2 separate regions of the Anas platyrhynchos genome follow, and region 2 is linked to region 1. The links are chromatin contacts, called in public Hi-C maps. All regions are on one chromosome and are shown on one strand. Each heading gives the region's core, a stretch centred on a gene start, on an enhancer-like site or on the middle of the called end of the contact. The rest is flanking DNA. Distances are from core to core; before and after follow the strand shown. Region 1 has its middle 20 kb from the start of RHOQ. Region 2 overlaps LOC110352700 (a long non-coding RNA gene).

Evidence for each region. Hi-C and Micro-C count contacts between places; a contact is called where the count stands out from the background.
Region 2: a Hi-C map of subcutaneous adipose tissue shows a contact between it and region 1, with 2.1 times the contacts expected there. The contact joins two enhancer-like sites. A contact is called at or near these places in 2 of 8 Hi-C or Micro-C datasets (skeletal muscle and subcutaneous adipose tissue).

What each region holds. Positions count from the first base shown.
Region 1 is chr3:39,221,700-39,225,212 of IASCAAS_PekinDuck_T2T, reverse strand. No RefSeq gene overlaps it. Among named protein-coding and RNA genes, the nearest start is that of RHOQ, 20 kb to the right of the region's middle. Within about 2 kb of position 1,817, at least 1 of the 8 cell types and tissues checked has an H3K27ac peak or open chromatin away from gene starts, as enhancers often do. A contact at or near this core is called in subcutaneous adipose tissue, where this site is marked.
Region 2 is chr3:39,264,365-39,267,877 of IASCAAS_PekinDuck_T2T, reverse strand. The region is part of intron 3 of LOC110352700 (a long non-coding RNA gene); the gene reads right to left. Among named protein-coding and RNA genes, the nearest start is that of TMEM247, 20 kb to the right of the region's middle. Within about 2 kb of position 1,872, at least 1 of the 8 cell types and tissues checked has an H3K27ac peak or open chromatin away from gene starts, as enhancers often do. A contact at or near this core is called in subcutaneous adipose tissue, where this site is marked.

The DNA.
Region 1 (3,513 bases), core at 568-3,067:
TGGTTTAGAGAACTCTTAAGCAATCCCCAGGGTGATGCCAAGTACTGTAGCTGTCCAATAAGGTAATAAGAATGAACCCAATTCAAGTTGTTAACCCTCTGTGGTTTTATTAAAGCTGAGAATGAGCCATGGCTACCAAAACGCTACAAAATACCATTTGCTGAGATAATTGAGAGGGGTGCTCTGTGCATCCCTGTGGCTTAAAGTGATGACAGAAACTCTCTTACTCAAACACAGATCATCGACATTGGTATTTCATTGTGGGCACTGGAGTGAGTGTTGAAGGTAGTGCCCACCAAGTGAACATTTTGATTTTTTTTTAGTACTGCATAAGAAATGCATATGTTAACAGAAACCAAAGAGCCTGGTCTCACTCTTGGGTAAACATATATGTGTGTGTGTATATACGTATATACATACCTTGTCTTCTTAATCTGTCATAAAATATGGTTGGCTACTACATTACAGTCTTCTGGCATTGCAATGGGGTTTAAAAAGAGAACTGACATAAATCACCTCAACCTTTCTAGGTACCTCTTGTTGTATCTGCTTGATGTCAGCTTTGTTGCAGTGGGTATTACACTGGCTTCAGAACTACAGCACATCGCAACCTCAGCTTGGCTTTTGCTTATTCCACTAGCTCCTTCAGTTGGCTGTAGACAAGCCATCTACACCAAAGTTTCAAAATCACCCACCTAACACTAGTATCACACAGTCAGTGATACTCTGCGACCTCTTTATGACCTTTAATCCAAAGTGACAAGCTCAAATTCAGCTTTGCCTAAGCAGAGCTCTGATGTTGGCAGAGAGCTCACTTCTGTGCTGCAGGGGGGCTCAGTCGCGTTATTCAAACGCACGCTCTTGTATCAGAGTGTGTGTGTAAGAGAGAACATGTATCACAATAAAGGTCAGAAAATCTAAAAGTAGCTGTCCCCATTAAAGTAATTATTTTCCTGACACTCTTTTATAAGTTGCCCCTGTTAAAGGCACCCCTATTTGGGTGCCAACATACAGACAGGCCTTCCAGGAGTAACATACACCCTTCAGCAGCTTGGGGACTAATCTGCACCTCGGTTGCTGCCCAGGATCACAGCTCGTGCAGCAGCCCAGGCTGACTCAGCACCTCTTGTTGCTTACACACAGCAAACCCATACCCAGCATGGAGTCTGAAACTGGGAGTTTTTTTCTGCAGTTGCATCAAAGCAGCAAACAATAACGAAGACCGGCTGCAGCATAAGAAAGCTAACAGACAGGGCTCTGAGGCTTCACTCCTTAAAATGCCACAAACTCCTTCCAAAAACCCTAATCAAATAATTTAAGTTGTGTCCAGATCTGTTCATTTATACAACAGATCCTGATTCAAAGCTCATTTATCTCAAAACAGTAAAGTATCAGTATGTCCTGGATTCACTACACATTTCTAAATGAAAGATAATGTCACTTTAACCAAATACTTTGTGCATGTGTGTGAGAGAGTTTTATATGGGCTAAAAAATGTGAGCTCTTGTATGCAAAATGTCATAGAATCACAGAATGGTTTGGGTTGGAAAGCACCTTAAGGATCACCTAATTCCACCCCCCTGCTGTGTGCAGGGACACCTCCCACCAGCCCAGGATGCCCAAAGCCCCATTCAGCCTCACCCTGAACACCTCCAGGGATGGGGCACCCCCAGCTCCAGCACACAGAGGAGATGGGGAGCACAGCAGGTATGCACTGAGCCTTGGATAGTCTCTGCTTCAGACCTTAAGAAGCAGAGCACAAACTAGGCTGGCCCTGCGGATGCTCTGGCTCACAGTAAGAGTTGTTGCGGCCCCTGCAGGACTCCAGGGTATGAATCCAAACTTCACACATACTTTTTTTTCCCTGCCTGCAGTCGTTCCCCTCCTGCCTGAAGTGCAGGAACAAAGTAGCTGAGCATCAGATCCATTATATCCTTCTTCAGCACTAGGCTATGGAAGCCCAATTTCTTTATTTTTTCCATCTTACAAATATACAAATCGAAACGGTCCTGCTGGCTGTTGAGGATTTTGTTGCACATCACAGCCACTAGTTATGTGATTCCACTTTCGTTTCAAGCTTTGAGCTCTCATACCTACTAAAACTCCAGAGCAAAACACGGAGCCCAGAAGACAGATGACAATTTGAAGATCTTTAAGGCTCTTACTTGCTTGGAAATAAAAATAAAAAATCAATATGAGTTTTAAGCCAGTCATCATTTTGAAATCTCAGTCATCTGAGTCATGGTTTCTGAATAGTTGGATTTAGCAAGGGTGAGGGAACTATTATTTTTGTAGCACTGAAGATGTTGTGGTCCAGGACACAGTTTGGCTGCATGTACTGCTCTTCAGGAAGTATCCCGTGTCAGGGAGAGGAAGAAGAAACACAGAAACAAGCAGAGTGCAGTGGTGCCTGCCCTTTTCTAACTGTATTTTGTGGAATGTGCTATAAGAATAGCAGGGAGGCACTAAGCCTGAGGTCCTATCTTTTTGTGTGAGTTTGTCACTCTATTTTTTTTTTTCTTTCATTTTAATGCATATTCTTTATAATTCAGTTTGTGCTTTGCTCCCTTCTTCTGTCCTACTGCTCCTGAAGCGCTGCAGAGCCTCAGGACCATACCAGAGAGATCATTTCTGTATGAAATCAAGTGGTTCAATAAATCTGGAGTCATAGCTGACCAAAAATAGCCCGTTTCCTTTCTGTGGGTACATTCACAGACTGCACTCTCAGCACATAACTTCTAAAATTTCTGTTCCTTACCTCAGCTTGCTCAAACTTCAGGGTAAGAGGACATCACTTGATTATCACAGACGTGCTCATTGCACTGTGGTTTTTGATAAAGACCAAACTGGAGAAATTCCATAAATGCTGCCAAACAGACTGCTGCTACCGAAGGCATACATTGTGGTTAAAGCCACTGTTTTCTTGCTATATTTCTGTGTTATACTTTTAAGCACAGGTTTTGTTCTTTTCTTCTTAATAACTGCTCAATCAGAAGGTCTGAATCAGAAGACTGGATTGTCTGTGAGAATTTCAGCAGATGCTAAGGAGACAAATGGTCAAACACTGCAGTGAAAATGTAAGCAGGGGGAGTGAGCGCACCACCTGCTTTCAAAATTTTTGCTAGGCAACTGGATCAGATAATTAGTTAATAACAAGCAGATGCAGATCTCATGATAATCAAAAATCCCTGAGAACAAGAAGCACAGTTTTAGAAACCAGAGGCTTCCCAGTGTTACTGCTTTCCACCTCACCTATAAATATTAACTGGACATACCATCTGCGGATATCCCGAGAAACAGAGACAATCTGGGACCAGTTAGAGTCTGTCATTGATTTTCATGTTGTTTTTTTTTTTTCTTCCATGTCCCTTTCAAATGGTAGCAATTTTTCAGATGTAGCAGTTACCTGCTTCAGTTTGCAAGGACAGAAATTTGGCCACTTAGCTTCATTGCCCTCAATCACTGCCAGACACTAATGTAAGAATTGGATGAGGACAAATGTTTTTCTAGTTT
Region 2 (3,513 bases), core at 623-3,122, 43 kb before region 1:
TCTCAGTCACATCTGAGCAGATGCTCTGCTCAGCATCTTAGATACTGCTACAAATCACTGTCCTTACTTTAAAAAAAATAATAATAATAATTAGGGAGTCTTGGGGTTTAACTCCATCTGAATTTCATATGGTAAGCAGCAGCAAGCAATGAAGTCCTACTCATCTTCTCATGGCCTGTAGCATAAGTCTTTCATCAATCCTTTCTTAGTGGTATCTTTCCTAAGGGAAAAAAAAAAAAAAGTCCAATATCTATCTGCTGTTACAAAGAAGCTGGTCAGAACCTTTGACAATCACTGCTACTCTGAACCTTCTCTAGCTCTAATCTGCCTTCTCTGATGTGGAGCAGGCCTTAGCCATTTTCTGTACTTTGGCTTTTGACTATTTATCCCATCATTTGAAGCCTCAATGCAATTGTCTACAGTGGAACCAAAGAATCCTCAAGAAAATCAGTAGTGAGGAGAGTACTGGATTTTGCACTCACAATTTTGCAGGGTTTGTCATTCTTTACAAAACAGAGAAATAAATGAAATTCTCCCTCTAAGTTATCTAGTGTTCGAGTGAAGGCAAGTCAGATTTCTTAACCAATGAATACTTGAAAGGCAGAGGAAAAAAAAATAAGAGACACATTCCTGGAGCAGAAACACGGACACAATATACTTCTGTTTAGCTAAATGAAGTTTTTAGAAGTACGCTGCCAGTCTGCATTATTATTCATATGAAGATCCTTTTAGTCCAATCTGACTGATGTGGGAATTGCCATGCTGTAAAGACAAAGATACGTTAGTGTCTGCACAGTAAAAACAGCTCAGGCCCAGTGAATTTGTTTCTAGAATCCCCTTGTTAATTTCCCACTATCTAAAAAAGGGTCTCAAATACAATCACCAGTCTCCTAAGAGGAAAAATCCACCCTGGGAAGTCTGTTTTTCATTTGTTTTTAAGCAACAACCAGTGCATGTCTTTGAGAGTGTCCCAAGAGGTAAACTTGGGCTTCTCGTCCCCAAATGGAAGGACAGAATTAGCTGCTTCGGCAGGCATTTTCCACTCCTTTCCTTAGATTCATTGTGAGCTCTCCAGGGAGAAGACTACAGAAGTAGATGAGGAAATCATGTGTATAAGGATGTGATGGGGGCAGGGGGATGGAAATGTCAGGGTATGAACTGCATTCCCCTCATCCCGTGATGACCACTGGCTGGATCTTGCAGCAGCATCCACAGGCTTGTAGCTGCTGTCAGATCCAGGAATAGCCCAGGAATAACTTTGTCTGTGCAGCAACTGAGTCCAGGCAGAGATATAAAATAGAGCGCCATCAGAACAGCACCAGTAAGCAAGGAGCACCAGCTTCATGGGGTCTGGATTATAACTCAAGGACAGCTTCAAGTCCTTCAGATCTGACCCCAAACTGAGAGAACACCAGAGAAGCCCAGGAATTTTGCATATACCTGGAGAGTACAGGTCCAGGCCACTGGCACAGTCTTCAGGGAACAGTTGTAGCTGTGATAACATTTTAACGAGCTGTAGAAGTTCAGCCACAGATGCAGAGATGAAGCATTCATAGCATGCATTCTAATAATTTCTGTTTATACAGCTTAAAAAAAAAAAAAAAAAAAAAAAAGTAACTCGAACTAATTCCTTTTTATGTGGGAATCTGCTCTGGTTTAACTCAAAGGTCATTTTTAAGTCTGTGTGCATTTACAGTGCTAGACAAATATTTGTCAAATATACAGGCTGCTGGTCGCATTTGAAAGATAAAGGTTATGGGGGAGGAGGGGAGAGAAAAAAAAAAAAAAACTCAGCCAGTGCAGAACACAGAACTGAATGAACCTCAAGGAAAAGCACCCATCTGTCAGAGCATGACACATTCCTGCTAGCAGAGACTGCCACCTTTTGGGGAACAGCTTGAGAGACAGAGCAGAAAAGAGGATGATTCATTTCCAGTTTTGGTTCCTTATTTGCCTGAATGTCAGCAGAGTCAAATAGTTTTAATTTCTCAGCTAACTTCCAGCAGAGGAAAAAAGAACATTTCCAAGAGGATCCCTGAACACCACTAGTTTCTTTTTCTGTAGCTCTTAAAAAGAAGCATTTTTACAGTCTGTTCATCTCAGCTACTGCTACTGTTTTTGAATCTCTTAGCCACTTTCAATCAAACTGGACACAGGGGAAATATCTCAGATAAAATTCCAGCTTTCTTCCTAAGAAACAGAAGTGAGAAGATGAGCTACACTCAAATTCACACCTCATTAAGGGAAAGTGGAGGAGGAACGTATTACGTATCTTGGTTGGTAGCAGCCAGTCAAGCAGTATGGATGTGGTTTTCTACTAATCACTGCAAATATACTTTCTTATCCCAGACCCAGCACTGAGTTTAGGCACACAAGAAAGGAACAAATTGGGGCCGTTGTTGTAGGTAAGCAAGGAGGGAAATAGATCACAAGTCAATAGGACTCAAGTGTCATTGTCAGCACTACTCTTTTGGCAGCTTGCCTTGCCAATACACAGGGACAGAAGCTACAATAAGGGGAGACATCCATGTACTCTTCACTCTTTGGAAGTGCTTTGTATGGATGTTTTTATATCATCTACAAAATATGATTTAAAAAACAAACAAACAAACAAAAAAAAAAAAAAAAAAAAAAAAAAAAAAAAAACAGATACTGGCTTAGGATTCTTGGATGTATTACTTCCAGTCTGATATCAAAATAGGTCATCAGATTCCAAAAAGAAAAGTTTGAGTAACGCATACAGCCAACGCTCAACCATATTATTCAGCACAAGAGACTGTGCAGGAAGCCAGATGCCAGTCAGTAGTTCCAAGAACTTACATTTGCATGTCTGCTGCCTGCTTTGACTGGTGAATGCTATCTCACAACGCAATGTGTAGCTGCACCCCTCTGTGACACCCCCCTCTTGACCCACCTCTTTTGTTATTGTTTCTATAAGAAACACAGTCTTCAAAACCGTCATTGGTTCTTTCCCATTTACTTTCTCAGATGAGGAACCCTGTAGTTTCAGAGAACAATAGAAACCTCCTGTACAGTCACCTTGGTTAATGACACCAAGCCGTGCATTTCACATGAGCCTGCCCATCACTGTCTGACTAAACCACCCTACAAGCCCGTAAGATGCTATCTTCTAACACCATAAAGGGAGACTGATGATATTGTCCTTCAGAAGGTCAAACTGCCTCAAGTTGCTCCAGCAGAGGCTTAGATTAGATATGAAGAATTTATTCATGGAAAGGGTGGTTAGACATCGAAACAGGCTGCACAGGGAAGTGCTGAAATCCCTGTCCCTATAGGTGTTTGAGACACATGGACATGGTGCTTAGGGACATCCTTAAATGGTAGACTTAGCAGTGTTAGGTTGATGGTTGGGCTTGATGATCTTAAGGGTCTCTTCCAACCTAGATGATTCGATTCTATGATTCTAAGTTCAAAAGTCCCTACATTTTGCCCTTATATTACAAAATTTAATATGGAAAAAAAAAAAAAAAAAAACAAAAAAAAAAAACAACA